Linked DNA regions of Mus musculus: region 2 is linked to region 1. The links are chromatin contacts, called in public promoter capture Hi-C maps. All regions are on one chromosome and are shown on one strand. The core of a region is the stretch at or near the end of the contact, and the rest is flanking DNA. Distances in the headings are between cores, read along the strand shown.

What was found. Promoter capture Hi-C pulls out the DNA fragments that hold promoters and counts their contacts.
Region 2: a promoter capture Hi-C map of liver shows a contact between it and region 1, with 2.4 times the contacts expected there. The contact joins two enhancer-like sites. A contact is called at or near these places in 2 of 39 promoter capture datasets (both in liver) and 5 of 115 datasets of contacts at active chromatin or transcription factors (bone marrow-derived macrophages, cardiomyocytes, embryonic stem cells and 2 more).

Annotation. Positions count from the first base shown.
Region 1 is chr16:24,421,595-24,429,165 of GRCm38.p6, reverse strand. All of the region lies in intron 1 of Lpp (LIM domain containing preferred translocation partner in lipoma), which reads right to left. Among named protein-coding and RNA genes, the nearest start is that of Gm24440, 19 kb to the right of the region's middle. Within about 2 kb of position 4,610, at least 43 of the 459 cell types and tissues checked have an H3K27ac peak or open chromatin away from gene starts, as enhancers often do. A contact at or near this core is called in liver, where this site is marked.
Region 2 is chr16:24,875,816-24,883,386 of GRCm38.p6, reverse strand. The region is part of intron 9 of Lpp (LIM domain containing preferred translocation partner in lipoma); the gene reads right to left. Among named protein-coding and RNA genes, the nearest start is that of Gm22672, 4.6 kb to the left of the region's middle. Within about 2 kb of position 4,271, at least 35 of the 459 cell types and tissues checked have an H3K27ac peak or open chromatin away from gene starts, as enhancers often do. A contact at or near this core is called in liver, where this site is marked.

The DNA.
Region 1 (7,571 bases), core at 3,361-5,860:
AACATCCAGGGCCCCACGGCAATCGAGAGAAGCAAGATCCCATGAACCCAAGTCCACGTAAGAGCATTCCTCAGTACAATCTGCCTCTCCCTTTCTCTACCAGGCCCCCAGCATCCCCAAAGGGCTCCTTCCAGCAATCCACTCCCTGCCTGCCACAAGTCTGCCCTTCTCCGCTTCCCACCATCACTCCATCCTGCCTTTCTGAGGCAGGTGTCTACAGAGGGCAGAGCTCACAGCTGGAGTTAGCCACAGTCTCCTGTCTGCCTAGCGCTGACCTACTTCCCAGCCAGACTAAGGCAGGTGCCCTGCTCCTGACTCAGCGAGCTCTCTTTTGCTTACTTTTTACCTCCAGGTTATCTTGGACATGGGACCTAATGCAGAGCCACAAAGCAGTAAAAATCAGAGCAGAGGAGTCACCAGCAGACTACCAAACGTCACCATCTTATTTCTCGGCTGTCAAGTGTGTGATCCAGAAAGTACAGGTGCCTTGGTCAAAAGTAAGCCTCAAATGTCCCAAGATTAAAAACAACAGCAATCAAGAAAGAGCCCTGCCACTTCCTCTCATCTAGGAAACAATTCCTTGTGTCTCAGATTAAAGTCCTCTGAGGCCATCCCTCTCCATTAGTGAAACATTTGCCCAATTTCCATCTTCATAAAGTACAGTTCGCATGGAGAAAGTATACTGCCCGTTTTACTGTTGGGAGAGGTGGTATGGGAAGAGAGAATAGAGACAGAGCCACCTGAGGTCCAGCGCTGGCTCTGCTCCTCCCACTAACCCTGAGTGAGTACCTCTCCCACCCTGGCCCTTCCTCTCATGTTGGACCACACCATCTGCAAGCAATTAGACTTCAGCTCCGTGTGTCTCATCAGCACCTCCAATGCAGCATTATCGCCCAGTATCCAGAGTTACTAGACTGTGAGTCACTAAGCTCTGAGTTTTCCCACAGTGCAATGGGGTATACGTCCAGTGGTGCATGTTCAATGTTCATTAATGAGTTAACACAGTCACATCTTTCTACAGTGAAGTCATTCAGATATCTTTGGTAACCAAACTGTAAAAGTTGCCTGACTACATTTCATATGTAACAGAACACTAAGCCTCCTTAATATACGAAAACATGATGCTTCCTGGGCCTATAGCTTTCTTAACAGCAATCCATTTTCTCTAATAGCTTGCCAGTCCTTAAGTCCCTTCCTGCTATACCAAGTACATAAGCAGTTCTAAACTGTGTAGAGTGTTCTGAGGAGAATTCCTCTTTGCTTTTTAAGAAAGACTCTCATGTTTTCAGAAGTCAGTGGGAAAGAATTCTAGTAATTACCGGTGGTGATCCAGTTAGAGGTGTCGATGTGATGCAATTGACCACAAAACCGAGGGGGAAAGAATATTCTGGGCCTAATTCCTAGCACATGAACTTCTAGGCAACACCAAGAACAATATGTCATATGTATGTTCTTGAGGCCACCAAGAGATGCTGTCTTTCTTCCAGATCCTACTGCCCCTTTCAAAAACAGAATCCTTAAATAAGAGGTGCCACATCACCCACTACAACCCAGCACAAGCACTGTGCATTAGGGTGGTACCCAGACATAATGGCACCTTCATGAAATAAAGCAAAGACAGAGGATCTCAGCATAGAGATGTCCATAACAGTGTGCTTAATCATCAACAACCGCTATCCAACAATGTGCAAGCAGCAACACACCCATCCACACAGTGTGGCGGGAGAAGGGACAATATAGATTCCATGAGAACTGTAAGTTAAGTAAGCAGAAGTGAGCAGCAGATGAAGCTGCTTAATAAAACCCGGTTTAAGAAAAAGTTAGTGAACACTACTTTAGCATAATCTTCCTTTGAAAAAGTGATGATACAACTCAAGATTGCCAGAAGGCTACCCCAGTGATAGTCTAGAAAATAAGACAATGGCGTTTAGATAAAAGGAGATGTTGTGGTATGTGCAGTACCCTTGCTGGTTAAGGTAAGCCTGGTTGTCTTGGGTTTTTTTTTTTTTTTTTCCCTTATTGGAAAAAGGAGAAGTCATACCGCTACTTCCTCCAAATTGAAACATTCCCTACTGGAAGGAAAACAGAAGTTCTTAAAACTCAGGAAAACCAAGGACTCACAAGACTCAGGGAAACGTACAAGGCTCTAAAATCTCAGAAACTATTAGCAGATTCAGGAAGCCACTGACAAGAGTAAACAGTGAACAATCCCTGGAGACTAGGAGACTGTGGAAGTGATACCTACAAGCTGGCAGGAAGCTCCAGGTCTAAGGTTTGGCGAGCTTTCTCGTGGTGCAGGGAGAGGAAAGCAGGTACACTTAAGTCCCATCAGTAAACTGACGACTTCTCCCATCTAGCGTTGGGTGGAATTATGACTTTGGTATGCCGTCAGCACAATCTGAAGTGACAGACATCTGTGCACATCTCCCCAAGAAACGGCACACAACACGAGAAAATCAGAATCAGTGGGGGGAGGGGTGTTCTCCATCCTTAAGAGAGCCTGGTACAAAGGTGCCACAGGAAAAGAATGTCCAAGGGAAGCAAATACGTGGGTGGACAGGAAGAAGGAACAATGACAAAAACAAAACAGAAAGGATGGGTAGAGAGTGCTTACGTTTTCTTTCCCCAACAAAAGAAACAAACCTCAAGCTGCCAGAAAAAAAAAACAAAACAAAAACAAAAAACAAAAAAAAAAAAAAATCATAGTAACCAAGAGGTTCACTGTAGAATTAAAACCAAATCTGGGCTGATTTTGAAGAACTAGAGAAAGTTAGATTTTGACATTACGAAAATTTTACTTCCGTGTAAGTGGATTATAGGTCATGACCTCAGAACCCTAGAAAGACAGAGATGGGGCTACAGAACACGAGTTAGCCCTAGTACGCAGCAATGTCACCTATATATAATGTCCATGGCAGTGTTTTCACTTCAATACAAGTCACAGACAGAGCACACAAGACTTAGACATTGTTGCAAACTATATACAGGTGCACATGCAATCCATTACAACCCTTTGAGGTTGCTAAGGTGAAATCGTTGCTGAGAAATTCAAAGGTAAACTAGAGGGTGAAAGGCAAGGCAAGGCCCAGGGCTCTGTGAAGACAGGATGAGGGCTGACTCAGCAATCTCATTTATGCAGATGACATAAGCTAACAGGGGAAAGAAACAGGTCAAACACAGCCTACGCTAACAGCAAAGGACAAGGAAAGGGAAATACACGTGTGAACTGGCTATAAATAAGCAATCCTTATCTGTAACAGAACAAACTCAAGAGGCATATTTTATACTACTCTCAGGAAATAAAGAGAGGAACACATTTTTCCCAGAAATGACAGTAAACAGGAGAAAGTTAAAACTGGGTGCCATTGGTTGATTATTGGGAATGAGATTGTGTTGGGAAGAAATAACACAGGAGGTCTTTTTATCTTACCATATATACTGCTGGATTGTGTTTTTATTTTAATGATGGACATTAAAGACAAAGACAACCTGGGCAGTGGTGGTGCCATGCCTCTAATGCCAGCACTTGAGAGGCAGAAGCAGGTAGATCTCTGTGAGTTTGTGGTCAGCCTGGTTTACATAGTGAGTTTCTGGTCAGCCAGAGCTATGTAGAGAGATCCCATCTCAAAAATACATAAAATGAAAAAGAAGAGATAGAGACAGAGACTAAAAGTATCTCAAGGTAAAAAGCAATTGCTTGGTTTGGCAAGAAGGCTCCAGGGGTGAAGGTACTGACACCGAGCCTGATGGCCTGTATTGGAATCTCAAACACACACCAAAGGAGAACTGACCCCCAAAATTGTCCTCTGACCTCCATATGCACAACACACACACACACACACACACACACACACTCACACACAAAATAATGTTTTAAAATAGTTGCTGTCTAGATATGTTTAATATTTATGTTAAATATATTTAATAATAATTATGTTTTTAAATGTCATGGCTGATAGTTCAGTTAAAAAAAAAAAGAAAGAAAGACAGGAGGTTTTCTGGGAAAATGGTAACAAAATGATGTCACTGTCATCGTTTGAGTCACTTACTGACAGTGGGTTCCATGTATAAGTACTTGGCCTTCATTTAAAACTTTCCCCTTCCTCTCTGCTCCCCAAATTTGTCATCTTCCTGTACAGTTTTAAACACTCTTTTGCCCTTCAACACTCTTGGCTGCCTTCAAAACACAAAGGTGTCCCGAATGAAAACTTTAAAATGTAAAGAATCCCTGAGGAAAGCCGAGATTCAACAACCAGCACAGACTGCAGAGCTGTGGCCCAGAAGCACACAAGGCCCTGAGGTTGGAGCTATATTTAGCAACTTCAGGGCAGACAACAAGGACTCCTGTTCCCTGGAAAGGATGTAATTAAAGGAGGCAGATTTAGGCCTGAGGTGGCAAGTCTCAAGGATCTGCAGCTCCAGGCTGTCACTGCCTGCCCCTGAATGAGGAAACGGTACCCACAGGCCTGACTTCCACTCCTGAACCATCCTTGCTTCTCCCAGGTTTCTGAAGCCACGGGAATGAATACCAGCCATCAGCTCACCCTCCTGTTTCTGTAATCCTTTCAGCGCCTTTGGAAAGGACCTGCCTGCGCGCACAGTGTTCTGCTCAGTGCTACAGGGCAGAGAGCAATGTGTTACACCTGAACTCTGACCTCCAGCAGCTTACAGGTGAGATGGCACCAAGGAAAAAGTTGTCAACCCGTGGTGGGACGGGAGACAGCTATCGCCGGCCTCGTGGAGTGCCTGAGAGACCCCAGTAATCATTCAGAGGTTTGACCTGAGCCAAGAGTAATGACTTAAACCTACATGGAAAAAACTGACAAAGGAGAAGTACAAGTTATCTGAGTGAGACACAAAGCCAGCAACATTCGGAGTAACAAGAAAACAAGGAGAATTACCCACATGGGTAGACTGAAAGCAGAGAAGAGAAATGTCTGTGTCCCTGATTCACACCTCAGCCTTCTCATTCAGGTCTGACTACATATGCCACCGCTCTGTTCCACATGGATTCTTTACACATATGTGGTGCCTCGTCATGTGTATGCAGATGTAGAGTATACATGTGTGTGTGTGCAGACCAGACCAGAGCATGGTACAGGACCACCTCAGGTGCCTTTCCTAACTGGCACCCACGTCTGAGACAAGGCCTCTCACCAAGTAGAACACACTGGCTGTGACATGCCCCAGGGAGACACATGTCCTTGCCTCGCTAATGCTGACCTTACCAGAGGGCAAGGCCATATGAGCTTTGTGTCTGTGAAAGCTCTGGGGACAGAAGCCACACTGCCATGCTTGCACAGCACACATTCTACCATCTGAGCTAGGTCAGAGGCCTCAACAGGATTTGTGATCCATGTTTTCCCCAGCACTGTGGGCCGTGTCCTAGAGGGTACTCTGTATAGACATCATTTTATAGTTCAGAGGATAGAATCATTTTTCTCAAGGTCAAGACTATGAGATACTGACGAATTCCAAGGCAGTCCTTTCTGACTCAAACATCCAAGTCTTTTTCCCCTCTGCTATTAAGGCAGTAAGAAGGAAGGCATCATTCAAGACGAGTGAAAAAGCAAGGTGATGGCCCTGGGCAAGCCCTTCTCAAAGCTCAGAGCATCATTCTTACAGACTTCCTTTGTAGCAATTCACAAAATCTACACCATGTGTACCTGGGGACACCCAGCAGTTGGACAGCCACCACTCCATCTTAAAGCAGATCTGGATGTCTCCACCTTCCCTACATGGCCCCCCCTTTGGCCAGCCCTGCCCAAGCTCTCCTTCACGCTAATTCTTTCTCGTCCTTGCACAAAGCCCTCACTGCTCTACCATAGGAAGCGCATGGCACACATCTGAATTACAAAGGGGTAAGCCTGTTTTTTCTTTCACCAACAGCAAGGATGGTTGAACAGAGCCACATTAACTGAGAAGCTGAAAACTCACTCGGCAAAGCTCTTCCCACAGGCACACTAAGTACACTGAATCAGTGACATCATCCTACAACCTCAACTAGTGCCACACAACCTTCAAAGCCAATCCTGAGCAATGTTAAAAAATAATAATTACAATCAACTCTCCCCTAATTGAACACACACAAATACATCACACACAGATATACATACACACATAGATACACACACAAATATACATGCACTCATGCACCCACTCACATATGCATACCTACACACACATACATATACATGTATACACACTAACACATGCATATACACACACATACACAAATATACACACACATAATCACACACATACATATATACATACACACACACACACAATTTTCCTAATACTCTCTGGCACTGGATAGTTTATTATCTTTCACTGGGAGAATGTTCACAATGCCTTCCTGAACAGGGAGTGTTCACATGCTAAAGCTCTGATTTCTGGAACACTGGGAACCTATCACGACATCACAGGTACCCAGAAACCATTAACAGCACAGCTCTGAGGGTCATCTAAACAAATACATGTATGCTTCACCCATGTTCAGCCTATACATTTCTAGCTCATATTGCTCCACGAATGGACCGTCATATAAAAGAACACACGCTAAAACCCACGCTCTACCCCAGTTCTCACCATGGTTAAGCTTGAATCCCTCTAACGAACAGCATCTTTACTACTTCACACAATATACTGCATTTTCTGACATCTCTTATCACATCATTATACCCTGAGTTCACTCTATCTCCACAGGCTTTCTGGTTAAATCCCTAGGAGTGGCAGCTAAGAAGCAAAGTGTGCAGCTGGAGAAGCAGAGTATCATGACTTTGAAATCAAGCAGAACTGAGTTCACCTCCCAGCTGACCACTGAGGAAGCTACTAGCCACCCCATCCCCTCCCTCATGGCTATTACAGGATTAAGGGAAATGATGCAGGCAGACTGCCTGGCAGAGTGAGCACTCAATAAATGGCAGCTATCATGGTAATTAGTTCTATTCCTGTTTCCCATTCCGGCCTGCCACGCAATCAAAGTGCTAATCACACCCTTGGCCTCTGTGAAGTCTGCAAGCCCTTCCATGGGATGTCTCATGGAAAGCCTCAGCCAACATCCCCTTTCTCTTGCTACTGCCTAGACATGACAGACCAGAAACAAAAGGTTGTCTGGGAATCACACTAAAATCTCTGTCATGGAAGCAAGCAGAGCCACAGAGAAAGAGCAGGGAGAACATGGCTTCCTCGTCCCTGCCATTCAGGGTGCTGTTTGCCACTGCACAAAGGCCAAGGAGGACTTGGGCAGTACAGCAGGTATCTGGGTCAGCTGCCTGAGTCAGCACTGCTCAAGCCTCTATAGCCATGACTACCAGGTTACCATGACTACCAGGTTACCTGCAGCATTTCCATACATCAGGTTTGGAAAAGGCAAGGCAAGTGCTCTTCTTCCTAACCAAGGCGGCAGGTTGGCAAGTAGTTCTGGTGTTCTGAACTACACTGCAGACAATGGCACATGATCTAGTTCTAGCTTTGCTGTTAAAATCCTTATGACCTTGGGATGTAATGGCCTCTTCAGACCTCACTTTGAGACTGACAGTCCTTTAGCCAGCTCAGCAGAAATGCCA
Region 2 (7,571 bases), core at 3,022-5,521, 450 kb before region 1:
TCTCTGAAGGTATTGTATATTGGCACCATAACAACATTATCTACCCAGGACATCAGCAAGTGATCCTTACATTAATACAGTGTCTTGCATCTTCACAAACTTTCTTACACACTGATACATCAGAACCTTCAATAATCTTGTATGGCAAAATACCAAGAGCCACCCTCAGTTCAACAATAAAAAAGCTGAAATGCCTGAAATTTCAGTGACTTATGGAATGAGCTATATGTTCAATGTGGGATAGAAGACTATTTGAACTCATTTCTAGCAATCAACCAAGGCAAAAGAATATTCTGCAAATGAGGTAGAACCCATGTATGTGGTCTTTAATAAACATATTGACATGAACAAGAAGAACAGGAACAATTCTTTACAAATGGAAAACCAGGACTCAGTTACAGGGAACTAGGTTTCCTCAAATGTCCTTTTTACCCTCTGTTTCACAAAAGGAAACAAGCACTTACACGCTCTCCAGTCTCTCTCTCTCTCTCTCTCTCTCTCTCTCTCTCTCTCTCTCTCTCTCTCTCTCTCTCTCTCTCTCTCCCCTTCTCTCCCCCTGCCCCCCCACACTCTTATTTAATCCAGCTTATGGATTAATGTCCTTCAAAGCTGTTTTCCATATTACCCTCTTTTAATCTTAGACTTTTATGTTTTATGTATTGATTGTGTTCAATCTGAACCTCAGATGTAGCCAATGTGATCACATTAAAGGTAGAGCCTTGAAGAGATTGTAAAATCACAAGGGCATCTCCCTCCAGGATTTAAACAGGCCTCTATAAAGAGGCCTCATGCAGCACCCACTGTGTAACAGCATACTAACAAGTTACCATCCTTGAAGCACACAGGGGCCTTCAGGAGTCAGCAGAGCCCCGCCAGGATCTTGATATTGTGAATCCCATCCTTTAGACCAATAAAGAAATCTCTGTCCTCTACAAATTACATAGTCTCAGTTATTATGCCATAGCAGCATAAGGCAGACTATAACAATGTATGGCCACTAAAAGAGTTCTGTCTTACAGTACCTGCTCTAAGGGGGAAAGACAGAAATATCTAAAGAGACGGAAATGCATGTATAATCTTTTGAATTTCTGTTTCACAGTGAACTTTAAATTAGATAACCTTCCCTGTTATCCAATGAGCTGGTACAGAAATAACCTTGTGAATGAGTTGAGAAATATGTAACAAAACTGAACTTTGAGTTGTGAGACAGTGAGCTATGAGTCATCTAATGACCCTTACATACATGGCTGGGACCAGTGGCAGGTGACAGTTGCAATTGGCACTATCTTCACAGGAAGCCAATTAGTTCTTTTGTCTATTTAGAGCCCAAATGCCCAGAATGCGCTATTGAGGGGATTCAGAAAGTGAAGAGCATTGATTATTTCATTCAACTTTAGTATTCATAATATAAAACAAAGGTCAAGAGACAGGTTGTGACTTGAGTAAGATCCCATAGGAAGCCAACAGCAGAGCCAGGCTCTAAATTGAGGCCCTTGGGGACTCAAAAGTGATACTTTTCAGGCTGTGCATACAATCTCCCAAACGTGTGACATCATATACTAGTATCTCTGTACTAGCAGGTGAAATTTCCTGAGCATATGCAATTTCAATCTATGATGAAAACATTTCTTTGTTAAAAAAAAAAAAAGCCTGGTACATTGCTTAGCTGCTTAGTTTACAAGAACAAGTTAAACTCTTTGCCGTCCAAGCGAGAGGCAAACCTGAGTGAAGAACATAGGTTCCAGGCCCTGTGTGGTCACATCCAGTGTGGACGCACTGTTTTAAACAATGTTGTTAAATAGAATACTCACTCCATGGGAGGGTTCCCATTTTGCATTTTCTCTTAAATGAATATAAAGTAGGAGGAGTAATTTTGATCTAGAAACATATGACCTGTGACCTTAGGCAAGCTACTTCCCTTAATGGAGCCTTATATAATATAGGAATATCATCCTTAGTCTGAGATATCAGAAGGTAGTATGAAAAAGGGTCTCCTCCCCTCTGAATTTCTATATGATATACACATAGACATATACATCTATATATATATATAGTATAAAATATGAATTCTTCTAAGATATATATGGAAATAGAACATATACACAAAACAGTAAAATTTATGTATGTCTCAATGCTGTAAGAAATTACTAGACAGAAACCACTGAATAAGATGCAGGTAGGATGTGAGTAGATGGATTCTGAGGTAAGTACCTTTAAGCACTAGCAATGCCATTTATAATCTCAGTGCAGTGGGTGGATGAATATCAGGCATAGCTCACACAAGCTGATCACCTCAGAACTCAAAGATCCATGGGGATGGAGTCAGCACCTCCGTCCTTTCTCCTCATGCGTCTCTGTAAAATCCTCTCTGCTGAACTGCCATCTGCATCTGATTCCATCTCCAGCACTTGCTTAGCAACACTGAGCTCTCCAAGTGCTGAAGTGACGTCTAGGGAACAGTTATTAATATCCGTATGTATGCACACAGTATGTGAAAATATGCAGGATTCAAAGCGATTAGTGTATTACTTGGAGGTAATGCTTCCCACGGGGACTGAGCTCCTGGAGAAAGCTCCCCCTGCTGTGACTGCCTGCCATACCCACTATCACTCACCGGAACATTTGGGATAAAAATGGTGTCAATTTTAAGGAAACACACTTCTCGATTTCTTTGTTAACATTTGAATAAAACATGAGAAGGCTTCTACTTTCCTCTTCCCCTCCTTCATTCAGAGAAAAAGTCCCTTCACAACCTTACTTTGTGTGTGAGAGGAAATGGTTGTCCTTGGCTACCTTCAGACTGGCAGAACTGCTCAGTTACAAATATTAAAGCCTAAAATCTATTCTAATGAACTCTGGTGAGACTCATATCTTCTAAGCTGCAGACAAATGCTTGGTAAAAGAAAACACGAAGAAACTGTCAGAGTTGATCAGCCTGAAAGAACATTAGAGACATCTGCAGAAGAAAGCATACAATTCTATAGGAGGGGCATGGCTGGGCCAGAAGGAACACTTTCTGGACCACGTGAGACTCTGGGAAAAGGAAAATTTCCTAGGAGTCACAGATGGAGGCTGGTCACATCCTCTCTGCTGTGTGTTCTGTTGCTGTGGTCACCATATGACCAAGAGGCATTTGGGGAGGAGAGGTCTTATCTCACCTTAGAGTTTACAGTGTATCATCAAAGGAAGCCAAGGCAAAAACTCAATACAGGAACTTAATGAAGAGGCTGACTTCAGGCCCATCCTCAGGTACCTTCCTGCAATACCTTCTGTCATCTCAACACAAACTTAGACATGCATTTCTGAGAAGAGGAAATCTCGGTTGAGGGACCCATCTCCATCAGATTTGCCTGTGTGCATATCTATGAGGCATTTTCTTGATTAATGGCTGATGCTAGAGGACCCAGCACACCATGGGCAGTGCCATCCTTGGGCAGGTGGGTCTGGTGTGTATAAGAAAAGGAACTGAGCAAGCTAGTGAAGAGCGTTCCTACATGTTGTTTCTGTTGCAAGTTCCTTTCCTGGCAAGCCAGTAAGCAGCATTCTTCTCTGGTTTTGCTTTAAGCTGTCTGGACTTTGTGTGCTGTGACTAAAAGCATGCACTCCTATGCCTTGCCAGCTACCTTTCTTATACAGCTGAGGCACACTCTTCTTACAGATGGTACATCCTGCAGCCTCCCCCAAAGGAATCGGGAGGTTTTCCTAAGGACTCCTTCAGAGTTTAGTTTTCCAACCCAAGATACATTTTGTAAGATAAGTACATAAACTGAATCAAGGCTGAATCAGGTGTGGAGAAAATCACTTAGTGGACATTTCTGCATAGCCTTTCAAAACATTATGAAAGTGGGAGTGGGTGGGTTGGGGAGCAGGTGGGGGGAGGGTATAGGGGACTCTCGGGATAGCATTTGAAATGTAAATGAAGAAAATATCTAATAAAAAAACAAACTTGGAAATGGCCATATTCTCCTGCTGTCTGTGGAGCATTTCTGAGCAATCACTCTTGTACTGAAGTTGTTCCTTATTTAGGCTATCATATTCAGTAAACACTGCTAATTTTATAAGATGACTAATACCCATGTGCCTAATAACGAGAGAGACAAGTCAAAGGTCCTCCCTTACTGAGCTTATATGAAGCTCAGAAACCACGTAAAGCCATAAAACTAAACAGAAACTAGTAATATTTTCTTGTATCGCTATGTGATCCTATTTGAAGTCCATCTTAAGCAAGAGATACACAGAGGGAGTACAAAGTCAAAGGTCTTTAGTGGCTGTTTGGACCATCAACACAGCTTGGCTCCACCAACATACTACTGAGTTCAAAGTGGAGACAGTTACAACAAATACAGCTTGCTTTATTTCTGAAACAAACTGTGCACATATTTGCGGCCACCCCACTAATTAACCTGGAGATTGCTCCTTTCATCTCCTCCGTGGTTTTCTCCCCCTAGTTACCACATGTTGGGGTTATTTTTTGCCATCTGGGATATATTCAAACTGTTCTCTTATAGGCACCAGAGAGAGGATGGTACAAGTGATTAAGAGACTGAGGAGTCTGACTTTGTAGAAAGATTAAAAGAGCTATATATGTAACACACCGGGGCTGGAGGATGACTAAGGGGTGCCATGATGATGGCTATAAATATCCGCAAGGTGTAAACACTAAGGAATAATTTAGCTTGTGGCAGGTGGTTCAACTAGGAGGGATGGTGCCTCAGAGAAGAGAGATATTTATTAAAGAGTAACTTAGGCACTTCAGAGGTTCCCCATGGGATTTGCTGGAGGGAAACATGAAGAGCAACTTCAAGAACAAGGCAGTGGGAATCGGAGACATGGGCTGGCCAAACTCTTGCTTTTGTAAATCAGTACCTGATCAAGGAAGATGGAGAGGTCTTCCAGCAGTGCTCTGAGGATGGATCCTGAGGACTAGGTGGTCCTACTGTCCACTAAAGCAATAAGGAGAGGGGGCATGAAGGGCAGTGATGAGCCCCTTCGTCTGTCTTGTCTATACCACCACTATCCTTAGGATAGCTTCTGAGGAACTTGCCAACTCCAAAAGATTGTAGAAGAGATTTGCTGAGCTAAAAATCTTGGAACAATATATTAGAGGGTTCTTTTTTTTTAAATTCATGCTTATTCAAAAGATTCTAAACCATTTAGAATAGGTACTAAAGTTATACTTGAATGAACTATTTATTGACCTACTTATGTGGCAGCCTAGCAGAGACAGCAGTAACCTTCATGCATGGCTTGGTAAAAGGCTTTCTCCCTTTTACACATACATGGAATTTCCCAGCTAGCTTTCAAAGCCTGAATCCATTGGCTCCCTGCTACCTTATCAGGATCCTGTGCCCAGCCTCTAAGCCTGCTTTTAGAGGGAATTTCATTCTTATCTGAATCTTGTGGTTTGTCATGTGGCTCCTGAAAGATGTTCCATGTGTTTCATATTGCTTCCCTCTGAGACACTGCTTTCCACATACAACTTTGAACACTGGATTGGTAAAAATTCACAGAGTAATAGAGGAATTCTCATTAAATTTCTAGTAAAATTGAAAATGTTTTAATAGAACAGTTCTTGGGCAAATGGCAACGAATCTTAACATGTAGCTGGAACAGGTAACACAGAATGTGAATATCCACATAAACAAGTGTCAAGTGATTACTGCACAGAGCAGGCATTGGAACTCACCGAGAAGAGAAAGATGAATGGGACCTGGCCTTTGCCTTCTCTAGAGCTCATGGGCACACAGTTGTTACATAACATATAGATCCAATCAGGGCAGATTTAGAAGGGAAAGTGTGGACTCAGGCTTTGAAAACCAAGTGGGGAATTCTGTATTAGGGGAAAGATGGAAGACACACAGTCATGGAGCAAGTGAGAACACTGGCAGTCTGGACCTACTGACCTGTGAGGAGGGAGGAACTAGGCTGCAGCCCTGGGCCCAAGGCAGGGCAAGGAGGGTTTCTACAGAAGACCAACCAATAAAACACTGCCATGTAACAAAGTGGATATATGTCTTAGGCCTTAAACATACATGCCTATATGCATGTTATAATAACACCTCTAGATAAAAGTGGAGGAAGGGCACAGAGGAGCAAAGAGGGTGATAAAAGAGCTCATAAGCCACTGCCTTATCTTTAATCTGCAGGCAAAGACAGAGAAGCTCTGAAAAGTTAAATCTCATCAACTATCACACAACAAATATTGGTATTCTGTCTAAACTACACCCCAACAGTTACCTGGCAAGAGCGAGGTAGTCTGGTTCACTATAAGAGGGGCTGCTTGTCCAATCCTCTTACTCTTGCCTTTCTCCCTTGCCTCTTTCCCCTGCCCCCGTTCCCCCTCTCTCCCCATTCCCTTCCCCCCTCTCTCCATGTAGTCATGGTTGGCCTCTACTTCTCTACTTTCTCCTTTTCTCTGCCTCTACTACCCTCTTAACTCTCTATTGAGTTGCCCTGAATAAACTCTTTTCTACACTATACAGTCCTGTGGCTGGTCTCTCAGGGGTGTGGCTGGTCTCTCAGGGGTGTGGCTGGTCTCTCAGGGGGAAGGGGATGCCTTGGTATGGGCCGGCTAAGGCACCCCCTTCACCCACACCCCACCACACCCCCTTAGAACATATATTAACACCGCTTTATCTTTTTATGATCACAACAACAAATACAAGCAGAGCCAACACTTGCTCATTTGTTACTCAGTGCTAAAATCCATGCTGTCTATTATGCCTGGCTATAAAGTATGGTACCAGCAGTTGGCAGCATGGTTGGGGAAGAGGGGATGATTCCAAAAGTGTTTCAAAATACACAGAATAAAGGAACAGACTAAATGGGCAAAGAGGAAAGAGTGGAGGACAGCTTTCACATTCCCATTGTGGACATAGTTTGTGGGGGACTGTAGAGGTTAATTTAATAAGGGCCCTCACATGTACATTTGTTTATGTGCCTTTACATGAGAGTACATGGTTTTAAATGTGGTGTGTGTGTGTGTGTGTGTGTGTGTGTGTGTGTGTGTGTGTGTGTGTATGTAGAGGTAGAGGTAAGTAGGTAGGTAGGTAGCTACACTTTTGAATATTCATGACCTGTGTAGCTTTGTTGTGCATGGTAGTAGTTCAGTAGTTGTAAGTAAAACATAAAAACTCACCATGAAGAACAATATTGGAGAGAAGAAGCAAGTTTTACATCATCCAGTCCCCAGCAGTATGCAAATACTACCCCAATCGTTAGCAAATGTTAAGGAGAGAAGAGTCACATGCACACACATACTAAACCAAAGACTGGCCTGACCAGATTCAAATAGAAACCTGGTTATCAAAGCTTCTTACATACCCACATGAGGCTACTGCAAGATGGGGATCTGGTTACTTGCCTAATAGATGCACTTATATCTTGTGACTAGATCTCTGTCAGTCTCTTTCAGAAGGAAAGATTTACAGGCACTGAGAGATGTTCAGTAGAGTGGTCAGAACTGCTACAGGTAGGATGCTGCCCCAAGGAAAGCTGTAGGCAAGAGTCTCTTCAAGCTTTGGAATTTTCATGACAAAGCCCTCCTACTGTGCGCTTTAGTGGCTGGTTCT